3 separate regions of the Sus scrofa genome follow, and all the other regions are linked to region 3. The links are chromatin contacts, called in public HiChIP or PLAC-seq maps. All regions are on one chromosome and are shown on one strand. The core of a region is the stretch at or near the end of the contact, and the rest is flanking DNA. Distances in the headings are between cores, read along the strand shown. Region 1 holds the start of PSMA1 (proteasome subunit alpha type-1). Region 2 overlaps PDE3B (cGMP-inhibited 3',5'-cyclic phosphodiesterase B). Region 3 holds the start of PDE3B (cGMP-inhibited 3',5'-cyclic phosphodiesterase B).

Region 1 (4,071 bases), core at 841-3,340, 130 kb after region 3:
AAAGAATTTGAAAAGGAATACTTATGCGTATAACTGAATCATTTTGCTGTAAAGCAGAAATTAACACAACATTGTAAATCAACTATACTTCAAAAAACATTTAAATTATATGTATTATACATATGTGCGAGGCATGTGAATATATAGATATGTGGAAAAGAACTGTCAAAATGTTTATATACTATATAATATATATATATATTTTTTTCTTTTTCAGCCACACCCACAGCATAAGTTCCCAGGCCAGGGACTGAATCCAAGCACTAGCTGCAACCTACATCACAGCTGCAGCAATGCTGGATCCTTAACCCACTGTGCCACAGTGGGAATTTCCCTACGTAATATTTTTAAATGATCATTTATTTAGTCATTCATCTAATATTCATTACTCATTCATTTAACTATATATTAAACTCTTAATACATGCTAGGCATCCTGCTGGGTGCTGGGAAAACAGAAGAGAACAATCAGTTAATTTAGTCCACTAAAATAACAGTAATTTTGAAAAATGACAACAATCAGTATTGGTGAATTTAAGAAGGGGAGCTCTCTCATATACTACTGTTGAGAATATGTTTTGGTAAAATATTTCCGGAAAGCAATTTAGCACTTTTGGTTTTGTTTGTTTTTTTTTGGCTGTGCCTGCATACAGAAGTTCATGGGCCAGGGACTGAACCTGTGCCACAGCAGTAACCAGAAAACTTTAGGTCCCTAACCTGCTGAGCCACCAGGGAACTCCTTTTTTTGTTTGTTTGTTTGGTTTTTGTAACACTTTTAATAAAATTCTTAGAAATAGCCATTTCACTAAATCCTTTGATTTTCAGGAATTTATTCTAAAGGAGTATAGATGTACACATAAAAAAATATATCAAGCAGCTCATAAATGAATTTCTTGGGAGAGGGATAATTTTGGTTTTTTTTAGGGCTGCACCTGTGGCATATGGAAGTTCCCAGGCTAGGGGTCCAGCCGGAGCTGCAGCTGCGGGACTATAGCGCAGCTCTCAATAACGCCAAATCCTTAACCCACTGAGAAGGCCAAGGATCTAACCCGCATCCTCACGAGGACAATGTGGATCCTTAACCCCCTGAGCCAGACAGGGAGCTCCAGGAGAGGGCTTAAATATTAAACTTAAATATTAAACAATGGGGGTTTCGGTAAATAAAATATCATATGTTCACAATGCAGAATATCGGGAATCTTGTTTAACCTAGAAAAATTTTAATATAAAAAAGTGTCCAAAATACATGTGACAAGGTTTTTAAAGTGCGATACCAACTTGCTCTAACTTGAACAAATCATTTAAGGGAGCTGAGTCTCTTCATTGACAAAGCTTAGATCCTTAAAGACCCCTTTCAACTCTTACCTGAGTCTAGGTACTCATCCTTTCTTCTTCGTAAAGAAAAGAACTCATCATTGGCAGTCAGTAAATTTTAGGTTGGCAGCTGTTTGTAGAGCTATCCTAAACTATTTTCTCTGAGAATTTACTAAAAGATGTTCGCAAAAAGGAAAATACCTATTTCGGAAGAAGATGTCCCTCAGTTGCCTATTCTTTCAGGCATCGTGCTTGGTTTTGACGGCAAAGACATTAATGCCCTCAAAAAGTTTAAAGTCTGATAATAATGATAGTGATCAGTGACAACAACGCCTGGAAAATAAGGAGTAAGGAAAAGGATTCCAAAGTAGAAAGAAAATCATGTCCAGAAACAAGATACTCCAGGAAGAGTACCGTTGACACGAAGAAATGGACCATTATTTGTGGTCTTTTTTTGCAGTCCTGTTCTTCTCGCTACCCAACACCACAAATCTCTGTGGACGCTGAATGAGAGGCTGAGCAGTACACCAGGAATCTCGGGTGCATCCGGCCGGGCCGGTGAGAAACTGACAGGAATCTACAGCTCACAGGTAACTTCTCTGAGGATCCAAGAAAGGCGACTTGATAGTGGCCACCCAGCGACTATTAGCTCCCGCGGGCGTTCCTGGCCCAAATTTTCCCGCCAATGTGAGTTTCTCAGATTTCCCAGGCCCCGCCCACTCCCGAGCGGGCGGAGAGCTTTGAGGGCGGGGAAGCGCCGGAAGCCTATCGCTATCTCTAGAATAGACTGCTCTACCCTGCGCCGACGCATAGTCCCGCAGACTTCTCTGCAGATCGCCGAGCGGTAGTTTCGGCAGCGCTCCTTGATCTGCAGGTTTACCGGAGGCCGTGACTAGGCTCTCGCCGGAACCATGGTGCGTTGGATTCCGAGCTCAAACAGGGTTGGGGCACAGGCCCGCTGGCTGGGGGTTGGCGAGTGATCTCTCTGTCACTCTTAGAGCGGGCCGGGGCTATGGGACATGGGAACCTCAGCCGATGGGGGGTTCTGGAGTGATTCAGCATCTCTGGCCTGGCCGGCACAGGGGAAGTCGGTAGTCGGTGCGGCCTTTCCCCTGGGTTTGTTTCGCTTTCCATCCGGCCTTGAACAATACCTCCTCGGTCTGCTAGCCGAGTTCGCCCCTCAGTTTCCTTCAGTCGAGTAGATTCCGAGCGGTCCAGAGGGGCCCCTAGTGCTCTGTGTGAGAGAAAGGAAAAATTGGGATTTGACTTTTGGAATCTCCCTGTATAGCCAATAGCAGAGTTGAGAGCTCAATTCTCTTTTAGAGCTCAATCAGAAAAGGCCTTTTTTCAGTCACTTATCCAGTTAAGTATTTTTATGAAAGAGTAAACTGAAGCTGATAGAAGTGATAGAATAAGGGTTACAATATAGGGCTCAGAGCTTCCAGTCCTATGTCTACCATTCCAGCAGTCAGCCTTCTCACCCTAATGATTGGGCTCCCAAGTACTGTGCTGGCAGACTCATTTTAAGCTGTCTTTAAAGCTGTAATGGGTCCGTCTCTGTGGCTATTTGTGTCCACTTCTGACTTTCTGGGGACATTCTTGTGTGTACTCATTCTATAACAATGTTTTAAATGCACTGTTTTAACTACAGTGAAGGTTCAAAGATAAATCAGACACGTCCCTAATCGTAATATAAGGTCGAAAAAAAAGGTGTAGATAAAGGAATGGTAGGAGTATGTGTTGGGATTTGGGGAGGAAAGATGGAGAAGGCTTCAAGAGGTAGACATTTGAGGTATTTAAGGAAAAGGAATGCTTTTTTTTTTTTTTTTTTTTTTTGTCTTTTTGCATTTTCTAGGGCGGAATCCGCGGCATGTGGAGGTTCCCAGGCCAGGGGTCTAATCTAATCGGAGCTGTAGCCCCGGTCTACGCTAGAGCCACAGCAACGCAGGATCCGAGCCTCGTCTGCGACCTACACCACAACTCACAGAGGCGCCAGATCCTTATCCCACTGAGCAAGGCCAGGAATGGAACCCGCAACCTCATGGTTCCTAGTTGGATTCGTTAACAACTGAGCCACGACAGGCACTCCAAGGAAAAGGAATGCTTTTGATCGTATTAGGTCTTGGTATCAGGGAAGAGAATAAGCCAAAGATAGAAAGGAGAGTGGACACATAGGAACTTTAGTAATTGACTGAACTCAAAGGCAGTGCAATGGACAGTGGTAGAATTGGAATTTGGGAAGATAGGTCCCATCTGGCTCTGCTCTCCCCTCCCTCACAAGCTCCTTGTAAATGTAAAATTGGCTTGCAACTAAGTACAGTAGAAATCTTCCAATGAGGTTGCAGTAACAACCTTTCATTAATGTTGGATGGAAATAGACTAGAAAATTATTATTATTATTATTTTCTTTTTTTTTGCTTTTTAGGGCTGCACCCAAGGCATATGGAAGTTCCATAGGGGTCCAGTCAGAGCAGCAGCTGGAATCTGACCTATGCCACAGCTCATGTCAATGCCAGATCCTTAATCCATTGAGCAAGGCCAGGAATCAAACCCTTGTCCTGATGGATACTCGTTGGGTTTGTTACCAATGAGCCACGATGGGAACTCCAGAAAACATTTTTGAGTGATAGAGCTTGTTAAGATTTGGGTTTTGTAATGTTCTTGTATTAACAGATTTTTTTTCATTTACTTTCAGTTTCGCAACCAGTATGACAATGATGTCACTGTTTGGAGCCCTCAGGTAAAATGTTTTATACTG
Region 2 (3,963 bases), core at 371-2,870, 110 kb before region 3:
AAAGTTTAAGGAGTTACCATTGTGGCTCAGCAGGTTAAGAACCCAACTAATATCCATGAGGATGTGGGTTTGATCCCTGGCCTCACTCAGTGGGTTAAGGATCTGGTGTTGCTGCAAGGTGCAGAGTAGGTTGCAGATTCGGCTCAGATCCCACATTGCTGTGGCAGTGGCGTAGGCTGGTGGTTACAGCGCTGATTCGACCCCTAGCCTGGGAACTTCCATATGCCATGGCTGTGGCCCTGAAAAGACCAAAAAAAAAAAAAAAAAAAGTTTAAGAAACATCAGTAGAAGCCTCATTCTTCCTATATAATGTATAGCCCTTTTAAAATTTTATTTCCAAGTATATAGTATATGCTTTGTATGTAAACTGTTCCCAAGTCCATTAAAATGTAGGCATCTAAAGTTCAATCCCAATGCCAAAGTAGATCTTATAATTTAAATATAAGAATAAATAAATAATTGAAACATGGCTAAACTTTGAATAACAGTAAAGCAAGAAGTTACGGTGACGATGATATGTTCTCAAATCATGGTTCTATTATAAGATTTAACAAAAGTATGAAATTTTAATGGCTATTTTTAGGGGCTCTAAATATTATATTTGTTTCCATCTAAACTCAAGTATAATACAGTTATTGAAAATTATTATATATTTTCACACACTGTAGTTACCTGTTCAAGATAATTTTAAAAATAGCATTTTATCATAAATAACATACCAGGTGCATACTATTAAAAAATTCTTTTAGTTGACATGATAAAGTAAACCCAAGACTGTGCCTTTATATAAATTCAGCTTTTCTTTGTGGTTAAAAAGTTGAATCCTGATAAAAGTTTCTGTTTGAATATGTTTATAAGTCCAACATGCTTCACAGAGCTCTACAAAACCACCAATACCACAGTGAAACATCAGCAGCACAACCAGGAGATGTTATCAGGTTCAATTACGTCAATGAGGTTTTATTTCATTGTTCCCCATGTAGCCAAAAGGAAAAACATATATGTGTCCTCAAGTCAAGCTTACAGAACTGTGATATTTATGTGAAATTTGAAAGATTAGCCATTATGGTATAACTCTGAATTAACTGTTAAAGCATCCTTTATTCTCGTGTTTCTTGTTGATATTTTACTTGAGCTTCATGTATAAATCTAGGCTAATGAAACTGATTGAATTTTAGCACTAACAACTTTTTCTATTTTTATGCCTTCCACCTTAGGCCCATTTAACTCTGTTTATTGAATATAAACCAAAAATACAAAATAAATGGACAGTCAAAAAGCTAAACTAACCAAAATGGTACTTTCTACTAGTTGAAAGTACAAAGATAGTAACCCTGACCCTTGCATGACACAGAAGGGCCCCAGCCAGAAAAACTGAGAAGCAGGGGAAAAAAAGGGGGGGGGAGAGTGGGTGGAGACTAGCATTACTTAGAAACTAATTTCATTTACTATTCTTACTAATCAATCAAAATATATGATTACAGCTGTGGTGGCTTAGACTGCAAGCTATGCACCAGCACTGTTAGATTCCTAATACCTAATGTCCTCTTTAATCTTTACTAGAATTCTTTGTGGTAAGCCTTATTTCCTCATTTTGCAAATGACACAACAGAGACTAAAAAAGGTGAAGTAAGCTGCCCAGGGTCACATGACTAGTAAGTGGCAGGGACAGAAATTAAATTCAGATCTGCCTCATTCCAAAGCCTTAAGGATTCTTAACCATTATGCTACATCATCTTATAATTATCATTTACTACTATTATTATCAACAGCACTATGTGCTAGTAATACAGCAGGTGCTTGGCAGCCATGTAAAATCACAAGTTTTGCAAGTAACCCCTTTTATGTATGGAGAAGTTGAGGCTTAGTGATTATATTAATTATTCTGCATTTGCCTTCCAGATCCATTCTTTGCCTTCCTGTGCTCTCTGGGGAGACAGACCCCTATGCTCTGCATCTCCTGAGCTCCCATGCAGCTGATTTCCGCTCAGATTGAGAGATGATGACAGCAGGAAATGAGTTTGGGAGGAGAGAGAGATGAAGGTTATTTTTTCTCTGCTGCCTCTGCCTACACACCTGTGTCTCTGGTAATAACTGTAGTTCCTCCATGACTACAGCTCTTAGCAGATGGTCTTCCCTTCACAACTTCAGCTGTGACTCTGGAAACACCATTTCCACCCTTGTTCCTTCAGCCTCAGGTGAGATAATAGCTTTCCATAGTTACTTGTCTCTAGTTGCCTAGCCACCTCTTGTCTATCCTATTAACCCTGCTCACTCGCTCAAAGTGGATTCATCATTAAAATCTTTTTATTGGAACCACCTTGGAATGAATTCTATTTCTCCCTGAACCCCTGAGTAATACAGGGTCATTGTTAACCAAGTTCTTCTGTCAGATGTCAGCTAATAAATCACAGAGCTAGAATTTGAATTTAGATTTATAACCCTCCAATTTTATCCCCTTTCTATTACTATGCTGAAAGGATAATTATTTTAACTTTTGATGAGACCTTTCTTTCCAAAACTCATAAGTTAAAAAAAAGTCATCAAATTATCAAACTGCCTTCCGATACCCCCATCCCACACTCCCTGCATTTCATTCTGTTACTACAGATGAACTTCACCAGGTCTAGTCAATGGCACTAGATCCAATCCCCTGGATTCTATCTGAGGATATTTCACAAGCAATTTTCTCCCTCTTCCTTACTTCATCATTCTTTTTTCTTGCTACTAAATCATTCCCATTAGACTATAAATATACTGTAGTTCCTCACATCTCTCACACACGTTCTCATGATCATACTCACACCCAGCCGTTTCCAATTCTCTGCTCCCATTTATAGCAAAATTCCTCAAAAGAGTGATGGTTACTTTTTGTTTCCAATTCCTCTCCTGTAATTCTCTCTTAGCTATTCTGGTTTATTTTGCTGGTCCTTCAACATGCCAGTCAACTCCGAAAAGGATTTTTCTAAACCCATACTGATAATAAAGTAGCACGTAAAATATACATGTAAGGTTTTTTTCCTGTTAAGTGTACAAAACCAGAAATAACAATATTTAAAGGGACAAGGGACAAATATAAGTTGAGTGGAGCAATATATGAGAGTACTGAGGTCACTTATTATTTGAAATAGGTAGAACTTTAACCTGTAAAAATACCAATTAATCTCCATATTCTATTGACAGCATGAGACTTTTGTTTTTATCATTCGATGTTCTGAAATTGAGTAAAACACATACTTTCTTTTTTTTTTGGTCTTCTTGCGTTTTCTAGGGCCGCTCCCTCGGCATATGGAGGTTCCCAGGCTAGGAGTCTAATGGGAGCTGTAGCTGCCAGCCTACACCAGCAACGCGGGATCCAAGCCATGTCTGCGACCTACACCACAGCTCACAGCAACGCCAGATCCTTAACCCACTGAGCAAGGCCAGGGATTGAACCGGCAACATCATGGTTCCTAGTCGGATTCGTTAACCACTGAGCCACAACGGGAACTCCCTACTTTTTTTCCTAACCCTAATATTTTTCAGACTCATTTTAAAATTTTAAAATTGTTATAAACATCATGGTCTAATTGTGCTAAAGGGAATTCAAGCAGAGACTGTCATTTTCCAAATATAATATGGAAGAGCCTCTATTTTACCAGTATTCTTAAATCTCTTGTTCCCTCCAGATGTTTTCAAGTTTTCATCTGCCTGCTTCTCTTCTAGACCTCCTGTGTCCTTCCTGGATATGTAACATGGCACATGTCCCAACCGGTTTCTCTAGCTTATGATTGAGCAAAATTTTATCTATATCCCTGACATGGACTCTACATTCCCACCAAAAGATACATATTCTGGGGAGTTCCCATTGTGGCTCAGCAGTAATGAACCCAGCTGGTACCCATGAGGGTGCAGGTTCGATCCCTGGCCCCGCTCAGTGCGCTAAGGATCTAGATTTGCCATGAGCTATGGTGTAGGTTGCAG
Region 3 (4,028 bases), core at 828-3,327:
GGCTACATAAAGACAGAAACTCTCCCCCTAATGATGATGATTTCAATTCCTTTACAAAACAAAACCATGTAAAAACCTACAGGAAAAGAAATTGTAAATGCTTTTGGCATATTTCCAAACATTACTAAGTTTAAAGGTTAAATTGTTACAACACCCTCCTACTTATGCAACAAACACGACCCTGAGTTAGTCTGTAAAAGATTTTATTAGCCTGTACTTCTGAAAAATGCAGCGGGGGGGGGTCTTAAAATTATTCCGAGTCTTTTCATCTAAATTAACAAATCTCCGTTCCCAAACTCACCACTGTTCCTTTTATTGTAAGATCTCAGACTTGTCCTCTTAATTATCCAGAATAATTAAACCACACTGATTAAAATGCACATGTATATATATTCACTCATTCTAATGACTGCATGTTATCTTCGGCGAGACATCATCATTATAACAGCAACAGATAAATGGCTTCACAAAGATACACATCAGACTCTGCCAAAGTGGGAGTAGTCAATCTATTAAAGTTCAAAATAATTCATTTCATTCTGAGAATGCGTCCAATGCATAGCAAACTCTTTAAAAAGTGCAATATGCCTAGTCTGCTACTTCATTTCTATTCAAAGATAAAAGGTACTTTTGCCTTTTAAAAAAGCTTCTTGTATTTCAGGAACTTTTTCCAGAACAAAACTTTTCTTTTTTTCACCCTGGAAGTTAACATGCTTTCAAACACGCTAATTCAACTCGGGAACTGAAGCGATAAAACCGCCCTCCCTTCCTTACCAAACCTTGCTTTCTGGTAACATACCTGTTCTCTCGAAACGCAAGGCAACGAAGGTCTCCTAAACATTTTGCAACTTCCATAGTAACTGGCTGAAGTTTCTCCGAACGACACGCAGCTGGACCTCCTCCGGGGTCTGATCACAGGCACTTTTTCTTCGGCGGTACTGGACAACCGAGGATGATGGGGAGCTTCCCTGATTTGAAAGAAGTGATCCAGCCCCAGGGCCAGCAGGCAGCCGACGCTCCCCACCAGGCAGGACAGCAGCGGCCGGACGGCTGGGGTCAGCGCCCCGAGGCTGGTGAAGGACACCCACCAGACGAAGCTGGAGAGGAGCAGCACCAGGATGCTGTGCTGGAGCCTCGCCGGGTGCACGAGTGTCAGCAAGCCCACGCAGCTCAGCACCAAGAACCACCTGCCTGCCACCGCTGCGGGCGTGTGCGGGGCCGGGGTCCCAGCGTCTCCGTCCCCCCAAGGCCAAGACCCCCACTGCTCCACCAAGAAGTCCCCCAGGTAACAGCAGCCAGGCAGCGCCAGCAGCCACCAGGAGCCGCCGCCGCTCCGGCCCGGGCCGGGGCCCCGCTTGGTCCGCGTCAGGAAGCAGGTGAGGAAGAAGAAGGCACAGGCGATGCTGAAGAGGGGGCTGAGGCTGTGCGAACAAACGCTTAACAGGGTCCGCAGCCGGGCGGCCCCAGCAGCCCAGCTCTCGGGCCCCGAGCCGAACAGCAGGGCGAGGACAAAGGCGGCCAGGGCGCCCAGCGCGAGGCGCGCCGGGGAGAAGGGGGAGCCGCGCCGCGGCTGCTGGGGGGAGGCCCGCGGCGGCAGCAGCAGCTCCACGTTGCAGAAGCGGCAGAGGTGGAAGAAGAAGCCGCGCGGAGGGTCCTGCCGCAGGGGGCTCACGCAGCCCTTCACGTAGCCGTTCCTCAGGCTCTCAGGGGGAGAGCCGGCCCCGTCCGGCGGCTGTGGATACCGCATGGCTTTGGCGTCTCGCTCGTCCCTCCTCATGGCCCGGACCCGGAGTGGCAGCAGGGGCTCGGCACGCCCCGCTCAGACAGCAGCAGCGGCTCGCGCTCGGGGCGCCCCCCGGCTCGGCAGCGCGTCAGGGCTGCGCCCGCCGCCTCGGCCCAGGGTCCCCGCCGCGCGGCCGGGGAAGCGGCGGGGTCCGCGACATGCTGGCTGAGCAGAGGGGCGGAAGGGGCTTTGCTCCCGGACCGCTGCGGCAGGACCCTCTCCTTTTGCCTCGGACACTTCTCGACACTAGAGCCTCGGTGTCGCCTCCCAGCTCCCGCGGGCTGCAACAGTTACCTCACGGCCCCAGCCTGGTCCGTTGGGCGCGCGAGCGGCGGGCGGGCGCTCCTCCCCCGCCGCTGCCCCGGCCGGGCGCGCGCCCGGCCCGCCGCCCGCGCGCGCTCGCGCCCTGTCCAGTCCAGCAGCCACCGGCACCGCCTCTTGTTCTCGTAGCTGCTGGTCTCGACGTGAGCCGGGGACCCCTGCCCACTAATAGTGCGGGGACTGGAGAGAGCGCGGCTAGGGCTGTCGGAAGACTGGCCGGGGCTGGGAGAGACAGGCGGAGTCCTTTTCGGATAGAAGAGGGCGCGCCCGCCATCCTGGGACCCCAGGCGCGCAGGTTCCCTTTGGGGTAAGTCACAGACTTCAGCCAAGCTCCGACAGGTCACTACCGGGAGCTTGGGTTAAGAGGGCGTTTATGGCCCCCAAGGGGATTGCCTAGTAGAGAAACTGAGTTGAAGAGGCGGCGGGTCCTACCTCTACCCTCATTTCAGTTTAGGGTGGGTCATTGGACTGTCCAAGCGTGCTGTGACCCGGTAAGGGTCAGCCACCACCAAGGTCATGGCGAACAAGCTCATTGTGGCTAGATCTGTCCCTCAGCAGCAACGTGGACTCTTGGGCCACGCTGCAGACCCTTGCAACGGTTTTTAAGGAGAAGCATGCACCTGGAGCGCTCTCTGGAAGCATCCTAGTAGATATTATGGAGTTTGTCTTTCTCAAGAACCATCTTCATGGGAGAGGAACTACTGTTCCATCTTAGCACTCCCTGCCCAAACATACCCTCTGTTCACATCTGTATCCCTACCCCCAACATGCCTAGAAAATCTGTTGGAAAGTTCTTTCCACGTAGAAGGCTTTTTCACTGTAATTGCGTGTTGGGGTGGGGGGTTGCAGGGGCGATTGAAGGATTAGGAGTTCTCACCAAGACCATTGCCTAGTTTATATCAGTTGGCCATGAAAGGAGCTAAATAGGATGCTATCTGTGAATTACTAGTGAAACTAACTGCACGTAGGAAACACTGACTTGAAAGCGGGAAGAACTTTGCTGTACCAAAGGGACTGCTCTGGAATTTCACCAATCATAACTGCCTTAGAGAGTGAACTGTGTTTCCCTCCACCGAAAGTCTCCCTTCAACCTCATGACAGCCCTGCATTTCTCAGAGAGCTAATTCCACATTTTTCCAGGGAGATGTGAAACCTTACTGTGTGGTAAATCCCACAAACAGGCCCATTTTTCACCAATTAATCTCTGCCCACAGCCATGACCTAGAACAGACTATTTTCATATATGGTCATAGTTCACATACATAGCATAAATCACAGAGAAATTAGCACAAGTGTTTGACCAAAATGAGAAAAGACCAGAGTTCCTTTTCCTTGTTTGCCTCTCGGATAAGGGGAAAAAATATTTAATAAAGGCTTCAAATTGATTACTGAGATGCTTTGCCCTAAAAGATAAAAATTCATGGGTTTTTTTTTCCACCACAACAATTGAATTTTTTTTAAAAAAATCTCATTTCAACAGAACTCAGCAAATACATTTTTAAGTATATTGAAAATAAACAGAAGCATCACTACCAGTCAGAGATTAAAATAGGAAACTTAAGGATACATTTTGAGTAGGGCATGACAAACTAGTATCAGCATCACTGAAGTGCAACATTACAAATTCTTGTAAAAAATAATTGTTTTGAAAATTAGAACAAATTCAGATTAAAGTTGTAATAAAGTAGTTGGAGTTCCAGCTGTGGCCCACAATGGGATAGAGAGTGTCTCTACAGCGCTGGGACACAGGTTCTGTCATGGGCCAGCACAGTGGGTTAATGATCCGGCGGGTAGGTTGTGACTGCGGCTAGGATTTGAACCCTGGCCTGGGAACTCCATATGCCTCAGAACAGCCGGAAAAGAAAAAAAAAAGTTGTTATGAAGTTGTTGTTTTCAAAACTTAGGTTGTCATCTAAGGTAGGAT

Evidence for each region. HiChIP or PLAC-seq counts read pairs in DNA pulled down with a chosen protein or histone mark.
Region 1: an H3K27ac HiChIP or PLAC-seq map of alveolar macrophages shows a contact between it and region 3. The contact joins the promoter of PSMA1 here to the promoter of PDE3B in region 3. A contact is called at or near these places in 3 of 5 promoter capture datasets (fetal liver and liver), 4 of 47 Hi-C or Micro-C datasets (blood, fetal skeletal muscle, liver and 1 more) and 1 of 2 datasets of contacts at active chromatin or transcription factors (alveolar macrophages).
Region 2: a contact with region 3 is called in an H3K27ac HiChIP or PLAC-seq map of alveolar macrophages. The contact joins the enhancer-like site here to the promoter of PDE3B in region 3. A contact is called at or near these places in 1 of 5 promoter capture datasets (liver), 11 of 47 Hi-C or Micro-C datasets (alveolar macrophages, blood, embryonic fibroblasts and 5 more) and 1 of 2 datasets of contacts at active chromatin or transcription factors (alveolar macrophages).

What each region holds. Positions count from the first base shown.
Region 1 is chr2:44,738,012-44,742,082 of Sscrofa11.1, forward strand. PSMA1 (proteasome subunit alpha type-1) reads left to right here and starts at 2,091. Exons shown (of 10, transcript XM_003122965.4): 1 at 2,091-2,227; 2 at 4,009-4,053. The coding sequence starts at 2,225. It overlaps LOC106507279 (a long non-coding RNA gene), which reads right to left and starts at 2,018. Exons shown (of 7, transcript XR_001303160.2): 1 at 1,365-2,018.
Region 2 is chr2:44,503,926-44,507,888 of Sscrofa11.1, forward strand. All of the region lies in intron 1 of PDE3B (cGMP-inhibited 3',5'-cyclic phosphodiesterase B), which reads right to left. Among named protein-coding and RNA genes, the nearest start is that of PDE3B, 110 kb to the right of the region's middle. Within about 2 kb of position 1,621, at least 18 of the 83 cell types and tissues checked have an H3K27ac peak or open chromatin away from gene starts, as enhancers often do. A contact at or near this core is called in alveolar macrophages, liver and retroperitoneal adipose tissue, where this site is marked.
Region 3 is chr2:44,611,998-44,616,025 of Sscrofa11.1, forward strand. PDE3B (cGMP-inhibited 3',5'-cyclic phosphodiesterase B) reads right to left here and starts at 2,078. Exons shown (of 17, transcript XM_021083299.1): 1 at 800-2,078. The coding sequence starts at 1,777.